Regions from separate parts of the Mus musculus genome. Here region 2 is linked to region 1. Evidence: chromatin contacts called from public HiChIP or PLAC-seq data. All regions are on one chromosome and are shown on one strand. Each heading gives the region's core, a stretch centred on a gene start, on an enhancer-like site or on the middle of the called end of the contact. The rest is flanking DNA. Distances are from core to core; before and after follow the strand shown. Region 1 has its middle 5.0 kb from the start of Gm32328. Region 2 overlaps Halr1 (Hoxa adjacent long noncoding RNA 1).

Region 1 (6,927 bases), core at 2,574-5,073:
TGTGTTCCTCCTCGCGCACCTGGCCAGTCCTGCACAGTGGCCCAGGTCCAGAATTCGCCATCAGGAGACGCAAGCCCGCCTGGGTTTAAACCCGGCTCTGCTACCGGAAGTCATTTGATAAATCTCAGGCTGGCATTTCTAATCTTTGCGGCTCCTCAGTTTTGCAAATCTTTAAACAAGCTGTAACCTCCTTCAAACAGCGCGCCAGACAGACAACCCCCAGGGTCAGACAGAATGCATCTGCACTCCACTTCCTCCAAGGTCAGGCCCGCACCTCTTCCAGCACCTTTCTGTCTGCTGATTCCCGTGCACTCATCCCGCAGCCCAAAACCCAGGAATGTCTCCCACCCTGGAGGCCCAGGTCTGAGCACAGGAGACTCATCGAGCCCCTGGGGGCAGACCAGGGGGAGAGTACCCTCCGGGCAAGATCAGCGAGGTGGGGGTTGGTCGAGTGATTTATGGTGCTTATCAACGTTTTAGGAAGCAGAAATTAACCTGAGGAGGATTAGGCCCCGAGCTTTGAAGTGCGTTGTTTTGTTTTCCTCCCGTCCACTCCCAGGATCAAACAGTTCCTGTTCCTTCCATCGCTCTCCTCCTACTCCGGTTGTCTCTTCTCCCCTCGCCTATGCCCTAACAAGCCCTTTTGCATTGTTTTTCTTAATTTCAAATAGAAATCTTTTGACACTAGCTACCGAGTTCCTGTCAGTGGTCTAGAAACAGAAAGACCCCTCCCCCATCCCTGTCCTCCGGGAATAGTGTTTAACGTTTGAACATCCACTTTCTGTTTGGGAGATCAGAGGTAGCAAATCTGTAACTCTTCTTTTCTTTGGCACTTTCTTCCCATCCAAAGCCCTTAGCCTAGTCCCCCAGGGAGGCTGGCCTTCCCGGGAAGAGGGCTAGGTTGAGGTGCTTGGCCTTCATCTCTGGGCGAGTGCTAACTTCGCTTAGCTCATCACACCTCCGGGTAGTGCGGATTCCTGGATGGTCCTCTTAGCTCTCCAGTCTTCCAGGGCCCGGGACTGTGGGGTGCTCTTTCCACGCTGCTCTTTATTCCCCCCTCCCCGACATTCAAGCTTCCGAGCGGAATCGTCTCCCGCAGTTCTTTCCCGGAGGCGCTAGTTGAAAATGCAATTTCCTTGGGGGGGTGGGGGTGGGGGGAGAGTGGAGAGGCAGGGGGTGTGGTCCGGCTGAGAGTAAAACAGAAACTCGGTTTGTTTGGGGTTCTGAAACCATCCATGTTTTATTGCATCCGCCTCAGAGTCAACTAAGACTTAATGAGCATCCAGGCGGGAAAAGCACAAGGAGATTTGCTCGGTGCTCGGGAGGGGACCTGAGTGAGGGGAGTCTGTTTACTTTCTCTTGCAACTAGAGGTTGCAACATCTTCCCCAAATGGCTCCTTCTAGTGCCGGGGGTATAGACAGGCAAGTCAAAAGGCATCAGGTTTCAGCTCTCTGAGTAATCCAAGATCATTCAGCCAAGAAGACCTTCGAAGTTGGCCCTGTCTACAGCTTGTAATGAAAAGGGTAATCTGTCGTGTAATGAAAAACAGTACCCACAAAACAAACCAGTCTCCGACGGCCTTCCACCTCGCACCACTCTACCCTAAAACCCGCCAGTGACAAATATTACTATCCAGTTCCACCCCCAAAAGAGGAAGCAGTAGATCTTCCTCTTAATAACTTCCCAAAGTGTTACAAATAATAAAAGGGGCGCATAAATCATCGCCCAAGCGACTCAATGCGGACCACGAAGGATTTACTTCTCTTGAGCCTTAGCTTCCAATCGCTCTCTCATTGGTTTATTTCTCGAAGTCCGCCCCCAGATCCATGCTCTTATTGGTCAATATGGCAGGGTGACGAGTAGAAAGGGCGTGGGGTTGGTGGGAGGCTGGATTTTTCCAGTGCGCAAGCGTTCTAGGGTGTGCGGGTGTGATTGACAGCCAGGGGGAAACAAGTGCGCGTGCGTGGATGAGTGAGCCAGTCAGAGACACACAGAGACAGAGACACACAGAGACAGAGACACATAGAAAAAAGAAAGAGGGAGAGGGATGGAGAGAGAAAGAGAGAGAGAGAGAGAGAGAGAGAGAAAGGAAGGGGGGGAGAGAAAGAAAGAAATGAGGTGTAAGGAGAAGGAAGAGAGCTAAGGTGAAAGAGACCTATGGCGAGGTGGTGGGTGCTGACACTGGTGGGGTGCAGTCCTAGCTGCAGGCATTTCCCGCTGAGTCAGATTGTTGTGCCCGGTCCTCCACAGATCCTCTAGGAGGGCCTGGAAGGGATTCACTGAGGACGGTCTTCACCAGGCTAACTGTTGGTAGGGAGTAAAGAGAAATAGGAGGCTTGCTTTCCTCTAGGAATCCACTTAAAATCGCCAGAAGTTTATTTTTATAGCCGTGTTATTCGTGCATTTCCGGAAAAGCACACAATTCAAGCCCTCAATGTCCCAGGTATCGTAGTCCTAGGCACTCCACTAATAGCCAGCATCACTCCAGCCCTGTGTGGCTTCTCACAAACACATCTGCCACAGCTCTCTAAGCGGCTTGTAATCGAAGAGGCCCGAGAAAAAGACACACTGTAAGAGTGCTTGGGTGGAAGGAAAAAAAATAAATAAAGAGGAAAAAAATACGTAAAGGAAGAAAATTAGAAAAGTGCAGCCACTAAAGAATAGTGACAGAAAAAAAACCAAACAAACAAATAAACAAACAAAACTACCCGCCCCATCCCCAAACATACGTACAAACAAAAAGACAAAACCGCGGAAGGACAAGTCCGCTCACTACTGAGTGGAAAATTTGGAAATCATTCCAGGACCGGCTTTATACAGAAGGATCAAACCCGGTTTGTGTAGATGCCTGTTAACGCCTGCTACAAAATTCTTGAGAGGCGAGGGCCGGTGTCTGCAGCTGCAGCCGCTGGGCCGCTGCCCGCTTGCATCCAAATTCCAGCGTCTGGAAGCGAGAGGCCCGGATTGTTTCCTCACTCCGGCCGGCCGCGGATTCCTTCCTGCACGTATTTTAGGGCAATAATAAACGCCTTGTGAAGCTGGGCATGTTTTAAATTACAATATTCCTGGAAGATCTAGTCGAGAATCTAAGTGTTTGGCTTTACGAATTTCTAAATTTAAAACTGTCCATGACTTCTTCACAGGCCCTACAGATTTTTTTTCCGTTAAAAAAAAAGTGTTTATGTGAGGAGAAATGTGCAAACAAAAGCATTCCAGTCTGTGAATGCACGGTAAATAAATACGGAGGAGAGGATGATCTAAGCGTGTCATTATTGATAAAGTAAAAAATGTTGTTTTAGATTCTCTTTTCTGTGTTTTTTCTTACGAAGCCAAGCTTTTAGCTTGCCTATGTACTGAAAGCAGTATTTTGTAAATACATTTATTTATAAATGTCATATTCATTTTTAATTTGACAATGATCATTTGTAACAAAAAATTGTTAGCTTAATTTTAGGAGTTTTATTATTCGTTTGACTACTTATTGATATTTTAAGCAGCAAACCTAAAATTAATAACCAAGGCTTTGATAGCTGCTTATTTTTGTTTCATTGAAAGTCCTTATTTTATTAGGTAGATATATAGCTGAATTAATTTTTGAAACGATGAGTAAAAACGATATTTTTCTTTCGCTTTGCTAGAGCAAAAGTATATTTTCATTCTTCTCCGTCCGACTCCTGCTCTTCTAGCAGCCACAGCAAACTGACAGGCTCCAGCCTGTTGGAGGACTAGTATGCAAATTTCGGATGATTGACACCTCTAGTGGAAACCAATCACGCTACAATAGGCTGCTGATTGGCTAACTATGGTCTGACGTATAATTGACGTTTTTAAAACATATTATCCAATCACAACAAGTCATGCAAATAAGTGAAGGAATCATATTACCAGAGATCAGAGGAAACTTGAGTACGCCCCCACGTGTTCAGTAGCCGGTACTGCAGAAACTACTGCCAAACTGTACGAAATACTCAATTCTACTGCTCGCTTTAGCCTTTCTTAAACTTTTTTGTCACTGAATATAAATGATCATTAAAAATTCCCCAAGAGGTATGATGGTTCATTTAAAAATATCTATGTGGCTACAGACTTTCAGAATCTATCCCCGTTTTTTTGTTTTTGTTTTTTGTTTTTGCTAATATTTTTATCCTCAAATCTAATCTTCTGTAACGAAGATCGTCCTTCTTCGTCTCAAGAGGACGAAGTTTACACAGCCGTTTGGTGAAGAAATCCCTGTAGGTTCAGACCTACAGGTCAGTGGAATTTGGTGGCTGTCGTGAAGTTCCACGTGTTACCGCCAGATGGCATAAGGCTCATCTTTTCTTTGCCTCTCAGCACTCTCCCCAAATTCTGCAAGTAATTTAGAAAAATTAATAACCAAACAGTTTTATATTTTATAACCGAGTGAAGTGGGACACCCTTGTACTATTAGAAAGCTACATATTACGAAAATCAGTTTGTTGGTTGTTGCTTTAATGGGAAGCTTCCTCTTGAGACTTTTGCCCAGTCAAGTTTTAGAGTAAACTACACATTCAGTGTTTGCAAAAACTTTTCCTTAAAGGGAACTGGGCGGCCATAAGGGATCGAGGCGGCCGCGCTTCGGGAGTGTCATTTTCGGTTTTTTAGGAATTAAAGTGAAATTAAAGTTGGAGGGGAAAGCTTAATTTTCCAACGACCACTCTTCCTTTCCCCAGATGCCTGCCTGGTCGCAGCCCGGGAGCCGAAGGTTGCGTTGCTGCTTTCGGACACATTTGCAGTTAACACACCCGGCTCTTTCAGCGATTCGTGTTGGGACCTCGGTCACAGGAAGGACTTTCTGTGCTTTAGTATCGTTTCTAGGGCAGCGCTTTTGTTTTGCCAACTCCAGCGGAAGACACGAGGATGAAACCCCGGGAAAGCTTTATCTCTGGCACCTCCAGTGTATATGTTTTTCTCTTTGGACTTATCAGGAAGAGAGGTGTTCGTGCGACCACAACCCCAAGGCCAGACTAAGAGCTAATGGTATTTTCAGAGGGGAGAAGGGAAGAAAGAAAAGAAAATCAAGTTGACAGGCGAGCTCTGCAGTTTCCACGAACATATTACGGGTTGACCACGCGGCCTCTTCACCCACCCACAAAAACCCCTGTACTCCGCTTTGGATCACTATACCTAATAGTCATGAAATTTAAAATCGTACCCAGTCTTCAAAAAATAACTCTGAAAAAGGCATATTTATTACTTTAAAAAAAATCACTCAGAATCCAGCCACGAGGCCCTCGTCCTACAAAATAGCGATTCATAGGCTTGTTACTTTGGGTTTCCCGTCTGCTGAATTTTATTTAGAAGCCAGTGATTAGAGTGGTTTCTCTAGTCCTCTCTCCTGCGGCCCCCTAACTGAGTTTACTTTACACCCTATCTCTGGATCCCGAACCTGCGTTACTTCAGCTCTGGTGCCTAAGAGTCAACTTCACAAACTGCAGGGGACAGACAGGAGGGCCTAACACTATCTTTGAGTTAGAATTACTTCTCCAGAAGTCCCAATCTTAAGTTTCTTATTTTTTACTGCCTATAAACTTATTGGCCTTTTATCTTCCGAAACAAAACACACTTAGAAACTTAAGTAAGAATTTTTGGGTACGCATAGTTCCCTTTTATGGGGTGGATGGAATTGAGTTTTTTTCAGTGCTTTAAGGAAAAAAAAAAAGCGTCTTTAAACAAACGGAGAAGGGTCCTGGAGGAGGACTATGGGGCCAGCTGCCCTTCCTAACTTCTCAGTCTGAGACTTTGGCATCTTCCGGGCAAGCGTGGGTTCAGGGCTTGCGGGGCAGATTGGCTGGCAGTTCCGTAAACCCAGGCTGGATGGAAGGCCGCAGTGCCCCCGGGCCCCAGAGCGGGTTTCATTTCTGCAGGGACCTCACCGGCGTCCCGCCGGGCGCTGTAAATCAGCCTTTCCTTGCTAGGAGCGCGGGGATGAGCACCGGCTCTCACCCTACGCCGCCTCCGGGGTCCATCAATCAAGCTCTCCCGCCCCAGCCTGAGTGCCGCCCGGGGCGCCTGCTTTGTGTCAGCCTGCAGCGGGCCTGGGTGGGGCGCCCCAGGGTTCGCAAGGGTCTGGAACACCCCTCAGTTTTTCCCACCCCGGGACGTGGTGACTGGAACCGTGATCTCTAATCTACAGAGCGAGTCCCCTCCTTTGCTGACGCCCCAATCCTTCCCCACTTCGTGTGATCCCTTCAACAATGTCACCCCAGAAGGGGCGAGGAGGATTCGTCACTAGCAACTTGATTTCCCCAGCAAATCCCGTTTCTGGACCTCAGTTTCTTGACTGTAAAACGATAGTTCCTTCTTCCTTCCTTCCTTCCTTCCTTCCTTCCTCCCTTCCTTCCTTCCTTCCTTCCTTCCTATCATCTACCATCAATCATTTATCCATTTTTATCTAGTTCCAGTGTTCTTTTGTTTGTGGAGAAGCATGAGCCTTTTGCCCTATACAATTTTTAAAAAAATTCCTTTCCTTCCGCTCAGATCTTCCCTCAGTGTCGTGCGCCTCACTCCACCCCTCCCTGCTCCCTGTTCTTTACAACTTACTGGGCACCAGACCATTGCAAAAAGCAACTCCATCCCTCAAGACACAGACCAGAACCTTGGGGAACTGAGCCCCGACCCGCCCTATTCCTTCTGGAGAGGCCACCAGGGGGCGACGCAGACCAAGAATAGAACAACAAGGAGCCACGTGTCTTTCTCCCAAAAATATTGTCAGGCTGGGCCTTGAACACTTTTCTTAGCTTCCCTATAGTGATTTCTTTTGCCATTTCCATTTGATCCTCGGCGCTCATACTAAATGGCTGTAGTCTGGGTACGTGGGGGAAGAAGGGTCACAAGCATAAGGAAGAGCAGCGGATGTCCAAGTGACAGAACACAGGAAATGTGCCAAATGCTAATCTTAAGCACCA
Region 2 (7,560 bases), core at 494-2,993, 950 kb before region 1:
TAATCAAGTGTGTGTGTGTGTGTGTGTGTGTGTGTGTACAGATGGATGAAAATGCAGGAGCAGAGAGAACCCAGAGGTTTCAGATGCCCCCTGCAGCTAGAGCTACAGTGATTGTGAGCCACCTAACCTGGATGTTGAAATCTGAACTCAATTCCTCCATAAGAGCAGTACATTCTATTAACAGCTGAGCCGTCTCTCCAGCTCTTAAATGTTTTTGTGTTTTAGAAATGTTCTTACCTTTTTTACTACTGGAACATGGAAAGGGCTGGAAAGAAAGAGAGAACGGGAGGGAGTTTCTCAGAGCTGAAGATCAAGTGCCTGTCAAATAAATTTATTTAAAATCCCTGAAAAGCAAGCACTGCCACCAGAAACATAGGCAGATGTGTGCAGTTGGGACTTATGGTCTTTGTGGTGCTGGGGCTCAGATCCAGGGTTGCGTACATCCCAGGCAGATGTTCTACCACTGGATCACACACCCAGAGCCAGAACTGAGATTCAAGTGGCTGGGGTGGTAAGCAAATCCAGCCAGTTCTATGTTCCTAAAGAACCCAACTGGCATTGGTCCAGTGGTGCGAGGAACAGTGGTGTGAAGCCAAAGATTGGGAGGTTTGCATCTTCTTCATGTTCTCCAGCTCTTCAGGGTACCTCTGTTAAGTCCAGCAGCATTTCAGGTGGCACTCTGGGCACTGGGGAACTAGACACTGCACAGCGCCCAAACCTGAAGTGAGTCAGTTATTGAACTGATTGCAAAAACCATCAACAAAAAGTGAATTTCTCAACATAACATTACTTTGAAGGGCTGTGGGCTTGGTGAACAAAGCATCATTTGCATAGAGGATCTGAGTCTTGAGATGTAGCTAGCTTGAAATGTTTCAAAGAAGCCTTTCAAAAGATCTTCTCTGTGACGTGGGGCAAAGAAAAACACTACCAAAGGCTGGAGAGATGCCTCGAAATTAAAAACCCAGTCTGATCTTCCAGAGGACCTGGGCCCGGAATCCCCGCACCCACATGCAGTTCACAACTGTAATTCTAGTACTGGATCCAACCCACTCTTATGACCGCCACAGGCACCAGGCGTGCATTTGGTGTACAGACAGACAGACATGCAAGCAAAACATCCACACATGAATACACTTTTTAAAAATTAAAGAAAAATACTACCTATTTTGTAGAAGGCAAAGATCCTGGCAACAGGAATGTCCAGATCAACGGGCACAATAAAGGATACACTGAGTTTGCTGTGGCATTCTTGCCATTGGTCAGTTAATAAACACTGAGTACTTTATTTTATATATATATATATATATATATCTCACATATATATACATATATATATCACATATATATACATATGTATATACATATATGTCTTGCATGCTAACACATACAGAGGGAAGACAGAGAGAGAGAGAGAGAGAGATCTGTTAAAAGGATTTTACCAAAACATTGCTTCACTTTTTTTCACTGTGGCTGGCTTTTTACTAATACAAAAGACGTTGGAATGTGGTGATATTTTACATTAAAATAACCATTGGAGGGCTGTTTATTAATTAAACCCTAACTCTCATGCTGTTGAGTACTGGACTGGTTTGGATACTGGGTTACTGGACTTCTAGGTTTTGAATCACTTAAAGGCTTCTTGAGACAGCTGAAAGGCAGTCAGTCCGCAGTGAGCACTCACAGTAGCTAATGGTCTAACAAGCACTGTCAGGCCATCCTGCATTTCAGCTGTTCGTTTTGCTGAAGGCAGATAATTTATGCTACATCCCACAGCACAGACCAAGTGCATAAAACCAGAGAGGAATGCTAATGGGACCAACGTTACAAATTCTTAAAGTGACAGGCTTTCTTTTCTTTTCTTTTTTTTTTTTTTTTCTGTTGCTGTTACCTGACTTAGTCTGATTGCAGTCAGATCATGTAGATATTTTAATAAATGTGGGTAATAATGAAATGCTGAGTCTTGGCAGAGTAAACTCCCGAGTTCAATAGCCATAGCTGACAAAAGCTGATGCTTTGTCTGCACACAGAGGGCTGTGTTCAAGGGTCTGGCAAGTAGTACACATTCGGGAACTTGGAAAGAAATTTATTTTATTTTTAATTATGGTGGGTATCTGTGTGTGGATGTGTGCAAGTGAATGTGGAGGACAGAAAAAGGACAAAGATACTTGTAAGCCACTCTGGTCCTCTGTAAGAGCAACATTTCTTTTTTTAATATAGAACAGCAAACACCTTTATTACACGAGCTGTGAATAATGGTTTATTTGCCTTTCCGGGCTTTGATCTTCCGCAGATAGAACTCCAGCTCCTTGCCTTCCGAGCACATAGCCGTCTGCTCTGCCACACTGGCCTGGTCTTGAGGCAACGCAGACAAGAAGCTTGCTGTGTTGTGACTGCTCCTCCAGGAGGCTGCTGACTTTGGCATTCTTTTTCCTTTCGTCATATTTCTTTTGAGTATTCTTTGATCGGTTTTTGTTTAAAATCTCTTCCTCCTCAGGAGTCAGATTGGCCCCCTTCTTTGTTGGCCCAGGGGCAGTGCATAGTGGGACTCGAACCGCTGCCAGTATGGTGTGGTGTCAATAAGCACGATGCTGTTCTTTGTCAGGGTCTTGGTGCAGACAAGCTCATTATTAGATGCTTTGTAGACAACATCAATGATCCTTGTTTTTCGAGTACAACACTCAGGGGCCAGGAAAAGTTACCCACATCCAATCTCAGGGCATGGTACTTCTTATTGCCTCCTCAAACATGGAATGTGTGAGGGTCGATGTTAGTGCTGGCCCCAGGCTGTCCCAGTTCATACTTCCGCTTCCTGTGGTAGCGTTTCCTCTTACACACACACACACACACACACACACACACACACACCATCTTGCAGTGCTTGTGCCAGTTGTCCTGAGAGGTGCCCATGGCTCCGTGCTGGCTGGAAAGTGCACAACACATTCTTAACCATTGAGGCATCTCTCCAGCCCTGCTTAGGACATGTTTCTTTTCTTTTCTTTTTTCTTTTCTTTTCTTTTCTTTTCTTTTCTTTTCTTTTCTTTTCTTTCGTTCCTTCGTTCCTTCCTTCCTTCCTTTCTTCCTTCCTTCCTCAGTCTCTCCCTCCCTCTCTCCTTCTTTCGAATGAATAGGGGCTGGGGATATAGCTGAAGGGTACAGCACTTGTCTCCCTAAGATCCATCTCCACTATTGTTTAAGATAAAAAGAGGCTCTGGAGAGGTGGGTCAGTGTTTAAGAGTGCTGTATAAGCATGAGGCCCCGAGTTTGTACACCAAGCACCCAAGTAAATATCCATGTCCACGCGCTTGTGACCACAGCAGTACGGGAGGCAGAGACACATGGGTTAAAGGGGCTTGCTGGCTGCTGGCTAACTAGGTTCAGTGAGAGACCCTGACTCAAAGGAATATGGTAGGGAGGGTTAGAGAAGAACAACATTGATCTCCATCGTGTGCACAGGCTACACACATGTCTCCACACACACACACACACACACACACACACACACACACCACAAATTTAGTGGTTAAACACTTGAGTTTAATAATAAATATTCTTCTGACTATTGCTTTTCAAGTGAATGAAGTAATAATAGCAACCAACTATTAAGCACTGTTCACTTGCCAAGGACTGAATGGAAACCTGTGCCCACACATACATTGTCTTACTTCGTCTCTACTTTACTGTTAGATATTTTATTCTTCTCTGTTCATAGATGTGGAACAGAGACACAAAGCTGTGACTCGTTCCAGGTGTCCTAGCATGTGAGAGACACAGCTGGAGCTAACTACAGCTCTGATATGAATATTTAGTCACAAGATTCACTGCCTTTCTGCATGCACGTCTGATTTATCTAAATTAGTTCATAAAGTTTGAAGGCTGACCAGATGGCTCAGTGGGTATGGGCCCAACGACCTGAGTTTAATCTTCCTGGGACCTACATGGGGGAAAGAACAAACTTTTTTTTTTTTTTTTTTTTTTTTTTTTGCAAGTTGTCCTTTGACCTATACATTCCTGTCGTGGTACAACACCCCAATGTGGGGGAAAAAATCACAGAAGCATTTGAAATGTCTCTTAGACGTTTGTGAGTGTGTAAGGTCCGTTGGTATGCTTGCCGGTACAGGGCAGATTTTAGTTGTTTTCACACAGCTCTGGACCTTAGGAACCAGATGAGCTAACGAGCTTCCCTTCTGAAACAGTCCTGTAATAGCCAATGCTTATTGACAGCTGCTTTGGTGCCAGGCACTTCCTAATTGCCTTATCAGGTATCACTTAGTCTGAGCCATGCACCATCGCAGAGGAAAGTGCTGTTACTCACCCACCCCTGTTTTACAGACCAGGAAACTGAAGCTGTGGGAGGGTAGTCATGTCAGCCACTGCAGTTAAGCAATGTAGCTATTGAAGCAATTGGGTTTGAACCCAGGTTGTTTGCCCAGCTCTGCTGGCTTAGATCAGAAGCAGTGGCCGGTCCCCAGGCAGGTTCAGACACCGCTCTCCCCTCCCCAGTGAAGCAAGCCCACCCGCCATCCCCAGTCCACCAAGTGAGAAGCATGCGCTAGTTAGACTCCCATAGAGCCTTTCAGCCCTATCAGGCCTCCACATGTTGGAATGTCCTATATAGATTTTTTGTTTTCTCATGGCTAGAACATTGACAGCCTTCAAGATTGCCCTGAGGGAGGACAACTTGCTTTCTGACATGTGAGGCACTCTGATTGCAGATGGAGGGTGTGGGTTGCATCTGTCTTGGGTCTGCCTCTGTCTCACTTTCCAGCTGAAATGCCCCAAGCACTTGCTGCTGCTTTTCGATCGCACACTATTTCCCACAGGTGCTTTTTTTTTTTTTTTTTTAAGGTGATACCTACATCTCGTTGTTTCATGTCTTGCCAGCTGTCTGGTCTGCTCTTCACCTCTGACCACCAGACAGCTGTAGCAAATGGAAAGGCGTACATTTGTTCAAGGTGGGATTGACCCATGGGGTCTGCCTTTGTGCCCGGGTGAGTGTTCCCTGCAGGGGAAACAGTGTGGAAGTTTGTAACTTCGCTACTCTCCCTGGGAGGTCTTTTAAGTTTCTTTTTTTAACACCCCTCCCCCCACACACCTCTAACCTACGTTTGATCTTGCACTCCACTGCTAAACCAGATAACATCTCCTCTACCCCATACCTGGAATGGAACTTTACAGTTTACAAAGTACTTTTCTAGCCTGTTCTCTCATTTAACCCTTTACAATCTAGTGGTAGAAAACTATTCACAAATTCCGGAATGAGAAGATTGGCTCAGTGTCGCTTAAGTGGTCTGCTCAAGTTCTAGCCATCCACACTTAGGAATCCTCTGTTCCTTTCTACTACATGATAGCTTTAAGTAGCGTGATCATCAAGGTGCATGAGACAGAGGGGTATTTCCTTCTGTTTACACTCTTGGTGGCACAGAACATTCTGGAATCTGGGGAGCATAATAGCCACACTAACAAAGCATGTTGAGTGCCTGCTAGCAGGCAGTGCAGCTTCAGGCCACCCCCTTTGAACCTCATTTGTCCTTTCTTGTCCTGATGGTCTCCGAGGGCGGCTGTGAAGATCGACTTTCACGCTGATGTTTTTAATTCTGCGTTTTCCTAGCAAACACCACAGGTTCCATTTCCTGTGTGAGTGTCTTTCTTTAGGGCAACTTTGTCTAATAAACTCTGGGATTATTTTAGGTTTCATTCTCATTTTTAAAAGAAAGGTGGAGAGAAGAAAGGAAAGGGGAAAAACTCTAAAACCCTAAGGGTGGAAGAAAGGTCAGACTGGGGTGGGGGTGGGGAGTAACTAAAACAAACAACAAACAAGAGTCAAAGAGAAATAAAGTAGAAAGCTGCTTGTGATGAGCCAAAAGCTAGCTGTGATCTCTCTCTCTCTCTCCTCCTCCTCTTCGTTCTTTCTCCTCCTCCTCCTCCTCCTCCTCCTCCTCCTCCTCCTCTTTTTCTTCTTCTTCTTCTTCTTCTTCTTCTTCTTCTTCTTCTTCTTCCTTCTTCTTCTTCTTCTTCTTCTCCCCCCCCCCTCTCTCTCTCTTCCTCTCTCCCTCTCTCTGTGTATGTGTGTGTGCGCGTGCGAGAGTGTCTAATTTAATCCTCACGGTCATCTTCTGAGGGAGGTGTTCTCCCTTGAAACTTAAAAAAAAAGTATCTGAAATGTACATTTATTTTTAGACTGTATTTCATTATTTGTTTTCATTAACTATTTATTCACTTTATATCTCGTTAGCAGCCCCCTCTCCTTTCCAGCCCTCCCCCCCCCAACCCCCTCCTCCATTATCCTCTCCTCTTCTCCTCGGAGAAGGGGAAGCCCCCCTTGGGTGCTAACCCATCTTGGGACATCTTCTCCCACTGAGGCCTGACCAGGCAGTCCATCTAGGGAAAGGGGATCCAAAGGCAGGGAACAGAGACTGAGACAGTCCTTGGTGCAATTGTTAGGGAGCCCACATGAAGACCAAGCTGCACATCTGCTACAAATGTGTAGGGGGCTTAGGCCCAGCCCCTGCAGGCTCTTTGGTTGGCATTTAGTCTCTGAGAGCTTCCCCCATGCACCCAGGTTAGTTGACTCTGTAGATCTTCTTGTGGTATCCTTGTCCTTGTTCTAACTTTCTCAATCCTACCCCCAACTCTTGTGGAGCAGGCACTGGGTGGTCAAATAATGTGCGCAGGCCAGGCAGCCCTTGAGGGGTTGGTAGAGCTGGAAGCTCTACTCAGCTTTGCTCCAGGTCTGGAGATACGGCTCAGCAGTTGAGAGCACTTGTTGATCTTGCAGAGAACCTGGGTGCCCACATGGTGGTTCACAATCATTTGTAATCATCCAGTTCTAGAGGGTCCACCGTCCCCTGACTTCCTTGGGCACCAAGCATGCACATGATGCACATGCACACATGCAGGCAAGCATTCATTCACATAACATAAAATCAATCTAAAAAAATATTTTAAAAACTAAAATTTCAGTTTTTTGAATTATTGACATATATTCTTTCAACTTACATTGCCCATGGCCAGATTTTCTGGTCTATGTCTCCATTCTTTTAGCATCCTACTGTTTTTCCTTTCTCTGAATAGGTAATATATTTATACATATTTATATAGTTCAAAAATAAGACATATGAGAAAGGCAGTCATGAGAATCCTCTTTCGCATGCCTGTCATCTTGCTGGTTTGATACACGGTTGGACCCCGGTTCTCCTGTTAGTGGATCTGAGTGTCATCTTCAGGGTCTCTACATGAGTATGGAAGTCATTAGGCTTTTCTACCTTTTCAAACACAAAAGGTACTGCTCCATTTTGCGCATCTCCCATTCCCCCCAATATATCTTGAAAATCATTCCCCATTGTTACTTAAAAGCATTCCCACGTCCCTCCCTCTCGACCCCCTCACTCAGCCCCCTTTCTTTTTCCCTTTCTCAGTGCCTAGTAGTTGGTTTAATGGGATGTCATTCCATTCGATCGGGGCTCTGCTTATGGGCATTTGAACTGAGGAGGCTTTTTACAGTTTTCAATGCTTTAGTAAAGGACTAGGAGCTGGCAAAGGTTAAAGTAGGATCAAGAGCAA

Evidence for each region. HiChIP or PLAC-seq counts read pairs in DNA pulled down with a chosen protein or histone mark.
Region 2: a contact with region 1 is called in an H3K4me3 HiChIP or PLAC-seq map of embryonic basal ganglia, with 6 times the contacts expected there. The contact joins two enhancer-like sites. A contact is called at or near these places in 12 of 115 datasets of contacts at active chromatin or transcription factors (bone marrow-derived macrophages, craniofacial prominence, embryonic basal ganglia and 7 more).

Annotation. Positions count from the first base shown.
Region 1 is chr6:51,167,982-51,174,908 of GRCm38.p6, reverse strand. No RefSeq gene overlaps it. Among named protein-coding and RNA genes, the nearest start is that of Gm32328, 5.0 kb to the right of the region's middle. Within about 2 kb of position 3,823, at least 215 of the 459 cell types and tissues checked have an H3K27ac peak or open chromatin away from gene starts, as enhancers often do. A contact at or near this core is called in embryonic basal ganglia, where this site is marked.
Region 2 is chr6:52,113,589-52,121,148 of GRCm38.p6, reverse strand. It overlaps Halr1 (Hoxa adjacent long noncoding RNA 1), which reads right to left. Exons shown (of 3, transcript NR_110440.1): 3 at 7,465-7,560. It also overlaps the pseudogene Rps8-ps3. Among named protein-coding and RNA genes, the nearest start is that of Halr1, 14 kb to the right of the region's middle. Within about 2 kb of position 1,743, at least 32 of the 459 cell types and tissues checked have an H3K27ac peak or open chromatin away from gene starts, as enhancers often do. A contact at or near this core is called in embryonic basal ganglia, where this site is marked.